2 separate regions of the Sus scrofa genome follow, and region 1 is linked to region 2. The links are chromatin contacts, called in public Hi-C maps. All regions are on one chromosome and are shown on one strand. Each heading gives the region's core, a stretch centred on a gene start, on an enhancer-like site or on the middle of the called end of the contact. The rest is flanking DNA. Distances are from core to core; before and after follow the strand shown.

Region 1 (3,321 bases), core at 319-2,818, 200 kb after region 2:
AACATGAGGGTTAGGGGCATCCACCCCCCGCTTCGTCAAAAATCTGAGTATAACTTTATAGTCAGCCCTTGGTATTTGCAGTTCTACATCTGAAGAATCACGTTACTGCAGGTTGCATAGTACTGCAGCACAAATTTATTGAAAAAAAAAAAACCTGGGGATGAGTGAACCCATGCAGTTCAAACCCACGTTGTTAAAGGCTTGATGTATATGTGAATACACACTTTTTTCCCCTATGTTATTTCCTTGAGATGTATTCCCAAAAGTGGAATTGGTGAATCAGAGTCTAGGATTACTTTTGCGATCTATTTTACATATCATCATACTGTTCTCTAGGAAGGAAAAAAAAAAAAGATCATTTTTAACGCCTTCTGCAAGGTATATGTTTCCACAAAGCCCTGTTCATGTTACACTTTATAGCTTTCATTTTTTTTTTTTGATAATATAAATAGGTGTGATACAGTAACTCGTAGTTGCTTCAACTTGAATAGATTAAATGACCTCCCTGGGATTTGTTTACAGAGACGGCTTCTCTTGAGTCAATTATCTACTCATATCCTTTGACCATCTGTCCAACGAAGTCTTGATGGTACCCTTTAAGATTTAGGCAAAACTCTTCAAAATTCCTGGAAGGTAAGTTTTAACTATTATGTTTACTGGGACTCCCTTCCCAATCTGTTGCTTCTCTTTTAACCTTTTATCCATGTTGATTTTCACAGTAAAAAAAAAAAAAAAAAAAAAAAAAAAAGAAAAAAGAAAGAAAGAAAAGAAAAAGGTGGGTTTTTTAAAAAAATGTAATTGAACACATCAATCTCGTTACTGATAATTTCTTTAACTGCTTCAATAGAGAGAAAACTGTCTTTTCTCGACAGTTGGGATAAGTCTACCATTAAAAAAAATTAGCTCTTTAAACCATCTGGCATTTGTTGTGGTATAGAGATACAGTGACCATATTTTCGGAATCAAAAATTGGAACACGCAATCTGACAAGTGCCAGTATTCTTATGGGCAAAATGGGACAGAATATTTGAAATTGAGACTGTCCTGGGAAATTGAGGACATATGGCCTCCGTATGTATGGAACAAGCTGTGATATTAAAGGTACAGGGACAGACCCTCTTTTCTCAGCTTCTATCAACTCTAAGCAACAGAGATTTTTTTTTGCCTGAGTCTCACTTCACTCGAGTTCTGAACTCACCCCCCTTGCGAAGGCAGATAGGATGCTGGAAGGGGCCAGTCCCCTCAGAAGGAAGAATCCAGAATGCGTTATGTTGCAAAAGGCTACTGTTGGCCCTTCTGGATCCATCAGTCCCCACCCTCTCCCTAGTGCAGGAATGGCTGCACTTGTGGGAAGGCTTGCCTCCCACCTTTAGCTTCAGTTAGACCAATGGGAAGTGGTCTAGGCTGTCTTGGTGAGTACGTATCTGAGATTAGAGTTAGCTTTTCCCAGACTCCATCACTACGTTAAACCATCACAACATTTAGTTTAGGGAAGCAGAGCCCTCCCCTAGACCACAGCCTGCTTGACCATTCTGCCAGCCCGTTCCTGGGAGGACAGGACCATGCAGCTCCACCCACTGACTGAAGGACTGCTCCACCCTGGACAGACCAGCAGGCACTACAATCCAGCTGCTCAAAGGATCTTGAAATCCTGAATTTCCTGTGCTGGTTCTACCCCATCCCAGCTGCTTTCTCTTCCCCCAGGCCTCGGTTAGGAGCTCAGAATGCCTGTAGGTTCACTTATGTGGCAATAGGAAGTGGCTTCTTTCTTCAACCAGAAAGCCAGAGACTATGTAATACCTTTAAGACACACTGGGCTGGTGCCATTATACATAAAAATCTGTTGAGTCATTATAAGCGCTGGGCAATAATCATCTGAGCTGCCTGTTCCTGGTTTCCGCCCCCCCCACCTTTGTTAGTAGGGACCCATCACTTCTTGGCCCTTGAACTTTGCTCACGGCACTGTCTGGAGGACCTCACAAGGCCTCCTCTTTTACTGACCCATCTCCTGTAGAATAGCAACGTGGATTCTACTTCTGCCAAGTCTGTACCACTTGGGGGCAATACCAACATGTCCCACTCTGAGGGGAAACCACAAGCAGAGAGAAGCTGGGGGCAGGAACTTCAAACCACTCTGTGCTGGAGGTGACGACCTCTAGGTTCAGCTCCAAAAGCCCCCACGGAACTATGCTCAGTCACGAGATCATGAGATAAGCAAGTGGTAATCCACGTGCATGAGAAGATTTGGTAACAAGGCTTTGGAGGAGAAGCAGGGTCCAACCTAGAACTTGAAGGGAGAGGAGCGGAAGCCAGTCTGGAAGCAAGATCTTAGGGACAGACATCAGCAGCAATGGTCTTTATATTAAATTACCCTTGGCTGAGGGCACCAGGAGGGAAGGCAAATATATGCCACCCCTGCTTCTATCCAAGTACCTTTGTGCTCCTATCTGACACCCACTAGGCTGAATCTCAGCTTCCCTGGGCCGGGAACAGAGTTGAACAAGAGCAGGCATCATAAATGCTTGCTGAATGAAGAAATGAATGGAAACACTTGACCCTGGTATTGCTAAAAGCCACAGTTCAGCTTTTTATCTCTGAATCCTACTTCTGCAGGGAAAAAAGGACTACCCAAGAGAAAACACAGTTTCTGATGGAGGCTTTTAAGTTAAGCCAACAAGCATCACGAAACACCTGGAGCATTTCCCAGTGGCTACAGAAACCACCTGCATTTCAACTTGGGGGCTATGATAGCCCTCTGCCTTCCACCCTCATGAAGCTTCGGGGCAGGCTCTTGTCCCCTTGGGTCCTCAGATGCAAGCTTGGCATCTGGTTTCTCAGGGAGTCTGGTGGGTACTAGTAAGAGCTGTGCTCTTAGGGTGCATTCCTGAGAGCTCAACCTGGGTGACTATGCATACCTGGGCAGTGTGAGCTTTCTGCTTGGGGTCTAATGCTTCTGTCTCACACAGTGGCTGTCCCTGCCTCCCTTTTAAAAGTGGCTTCAAGCTCCTAGTGTTAGACTTACTGACCTTGAAAACATGTCTCTCCCTGCATTTCTTGTTCCTGTCTTGGGCTCCATATTCCTTTTGTTTCGCCCACCCACCATCCTCGGTGTGAGCTTCAGTGTCTTCCTATTAACAGTATTCATCGAATACAATCACTTACACATACATCTTTTTTTTTCCTTTTGTCTTTTTAGAGTCACATCTGAGCATATGGAGGTTCCCAGGCTAGGGGCTGAATAGGAGCTGCAGCTGCTGGCCTACACCACAGCCACAGCCATGGCCACCCCAGATCTGAGCCATGCCTTTGACCTACACCACA
Region 2 (3,428 bases), core at 480-2,979:
TACATAGAAAAGACTGAAAAGAACAAGCTAAAATGACACTGAATGATACATACAATAAAGTTTTTTCCTTATTTCTTTTTTTCCCATATTTTTCTATAATGACTATATGTATTTATGGAGTCCCATCATGGCTCAGTGGAAATAAATCTGACTAGTATCCATGAGGATGTAGGTTCAATCCCTGGCTTCGCTCAGTGAGTTAAGGATCTGGTATTGCCATGAGCTGTGGTGTAGTTTGCAGACACGGTTCGGATCTCGTGTTTCTGTGGCTGTGGTGTAGGCCAGCAGCTGCAGCTCTGATTCAACCCCTAGCCTGGGAACCTCCATATGCCACAGGTGAGGCCCAAAAAACAAACAAACAAACAAACAAAAAAACTGTATATATTCTTTCTGTAATCAGAACAAAAATAGATAACTTATCTCTGATTAATGAGATTAAGGGAAGTTATTTTCTTCTTTATTCTTTTTGTTATTTGTCCATAATAGTTTTGTATTATTTTAAATATCGGGGGAAAAGATTTTAAAATTTTATTCCAGGACCCTGGACCAGAGTTTCCAAAGCTCTGAGGCTCTGTGCTTGGGGCTCCTGAGCAGTGTCCTGCAAAGTGTCTGCCCCTGGACACTCTCTGGCCAGGTTGGCCTTGGCCCTCAGTGACTGTTGCCAGTCCAGGAGAGCAGGGGAGAGAGCGCTCCTTTTCTCAGTGCTGGCTACCCAACCAATGACTCCTCTGTTCAAACAGCCACCTTTGATGTTGCACAGGGACCACGGGAGTGAGGAGAACTGGAATGGGGAGAGTTGGGAAGAGCCAGAAAGACAAAGGCCAAGGGAGAAAGCCAGGCATAGAGCACTTCTAGGCTGGAAACATCTGGAGCACAGTGTTCTAGGCTCCCTTGCTCTCCAAGATTGTTGAGGTTTCTTAAGTAGCTCTGATGCTGGAAGTCTTTGCCTCCTCCACCTCCCCAGGATCTGCTTGTCATTCCAGATAGACCATGAGTTTCTACAGCTGTGAAATTCCTGGCATAGAAGGTAGCCTGCCAGAATAGCTGTTTTCCTAACAAATAGCAGCCATGTAAATGTAGTATGTTAAATTCAACAGTGTGAAAACAGAGGGAAGAAGGATAATTTCTGGGTACTAAGCTAAGACGGCTGCCATGTACTGTTGTCTATGTCGTATACTGCCACATTTTCCATTCATAAAGTAGACATTAATTTCCATATTGATTACAACAATTTTTCTGAGAGGTGGCTGTAAATCATTTAACAAAATTAGTATGACAATTTTCAGACATAAGAAGAATACTGTCTTAAGAAAGGAGTGTCCTTTTCTTGTTGGTTGTATGGATCACTGGCAGCTTTGTTAGCAAACACAGAATTTTAATTCAGTGGCCACTTCTTGCTCTTGTCCACAAACCAGCTCAATCTGCTGTGAAACTCACAAACGTGAGCATGGATGACTGGACAGTACTAAAATGATAATCTCTGATGCATACTTACAGATGCTGACAAGGAGGTAGAACCAACGGCCTTTTCAGCATCTTGAATGTGCACAGGAGAGGTTGTCTGTTCTGCCCTCGCACTTGGATTTCTGGCTTCCCCAGTATGAGAATTGCATGCCGATGTGTGGATTTCAAAGCAATTATTGAGACCTAAGGGCTCTATTAAGCAGAAATTGCTGTCTGACTCGGCAAGCTTCAGTGACTTGGTCGCTATGGTGTTTAATCCTGACTCATGGGCCCACATGCTCTCTCCCAGATTGCAGACCATAGATTCCGTGATTGACCACATCCGACTGCTCACTTCCTTGCACCGTGTATGTGTATGTGTGTGTGTGTGTGTGTGTGTGTAAGCATCCGTGCAAGCTCACTCATATGTATAATGAATGCACATTGGCTTCCCTCTAAAATTCTTATTGAAATACTGATACAAATTACTTTTGGCCACATTCACTTTCAAATTAGGAAAAACCAATTTGCTCTGCTGAAACAAACAGAGCAGAAACATGTCAGCAGTCTTGGACTGCCATATTTGGGGAGGTGTTTTAGTAATGAGGGGCCCTACCACACAAGGCCTCTTTTCTTTCTTCCCCCTCTGTTCTCCACCTGCTCAACTGAGCAGAAAGAGCTTTGGGTAGAGTGAGAAGTCACGGAAATCCCTGGGTTCCCTCTGGGCGGTTATATCTCCTTTCAGGAGATACCTGATAGTCCTTTTCTCACAAAGCTCTTCTAGGCATCACTCCCTAAGGTCCTGTCTGAGCAGCCCAGACCCACTTGCTGAATTCTGTATATATTCAGAATATCTAAGATGAATATCCTAGATTGCTGAAGATATTCAGTACTGAATATCTAAGAAGAAAGATGTACCAAACTCAGTATTTTAAAAATGAACATATTAGTCACCTTCCCCACTTACCACTACTTCTTCCATATTCCTTTGGTGTAGTGGCTATGAGAGCACCCCTAGCAGAACTCGAACTACAGGGAGGGTAATTGACCAAAGGCCCACTGTGCTCTGAAATCCATCACTGTGTTTGTGCAGAGACCATGCTTCCCTCTGGTTGGTGTCAGCCAATGAATAAGCATGGTGAGGATATGAAGGCAGACCCATTCCAGGGTGACGGGGGACAGCTCTGAAGTCCGACAGCTGACTTCTGCTCAAGGACTCCTGATAGCCTTGCAAAATCTCCCATGACAGTTTGGGATGCTGTCACCCCACCTTTCCTCCCTCACTCCTATACTTGGGTCTCCTATATTTGTGGTTTGATGGCCCTCCCAGGTTTTTATAGCTCCCTCGCTAATTTCTTAAATGAAAATCATTGCATATTCAATCCCATTTTGGCATCTTTCTCAAGGACTCAGATAACAAAAGCAATACTGCGAGTGGGGTAATAGTACATTCTGAGTCTGGGTTTGCCTTTCCTGTCTCTGGATGATGAGCAGGGGCTCACGTATGCCAGAAGACACAGCAAGGATCCTACTGAACTACAGGGCATTAATACTTTCATTAAAGACACTGTTAAGGGATTAAAAAAAAATCAAGTCTACACAATGGGAAAGGATGTTTGCAGTACATGCATCTGTTATAACTTGTATGCAGAACATACGGATTCTTGCCAGTCAATAAGAAAAAAACCAGATAACCCAATAGAAAAATAGGCAAAGGACTTGATCAGGTACTTCACTAAAGAGAATATCCACATGGCAATAAATATTTGAAAGAATATTAAATTCCACTAGTTATTTGGAAAATGTAAAATAGAGCTTCAAGTGATGCCACTAAAAATGGCTAAAATGGGACTTGCTGGTGGCTCAGTGGGTTAAGGATCTGGCATTGTCACTTCAGTGGCTTGGGTCACTGCTGTGGTGCAGATTTGATTCCTGGCCTTGGGACTGGGGACTTCCAAGTGCCACAGGCATGGCAAAAAAAAAAA

The links. Hi-C and Micro-C count contacts between places; a contact is called where the count stands out from the background.
Region 1: a contact with region 2 is called in a Hi-C map of embryonic fibroblasts, with 3 times the contacts expected there. The contact joins two enhancer-like sites. A contact is called at or near these places in 2 of 47 Hi-C or Micro-C datasets (embryonic fibroblasts and fibroblasts).

Annotation. Positions count from the first base shown.
Region 1 is chr2:46,938,628-46,941,948 of Sscrofa11.1, forward strand. The region is part of intron 2 of PARVA (alpha-parvin); the gene reads right to left. Among named protein-coding and RNA genes, the nearest start is that of PARVA, 88 kb to the right of the region's middle. Within about 2 kb of position 1,569, at least 4 of the 83 cell types and tissues checked have an H3K27ac peak or open chromatin away from gene starts, as enhancers often do. A contact at or near this core is called in embryonic fibroblasts, where this site is marked.
Region 2 is chr2:46,738,537-46,741,964 of Sscrofa11.1, forward strand. The region is part of intron 3 of LOC102164222 (a long non-coding RNA gene); the gene reads left to right. Among named protein-coding and RNA genes, the nearest start is that of TEAD1, 70 kb to the left of the region's middle. Within about 2 kb of position 1,730, at least 8 of the 83 cell types and tissues checked have an H3K27ac peak or open chromatin away from gene starts, as enhancers often do. A contact at or near this core is called in embryonic fibroblasts, where this site is marked.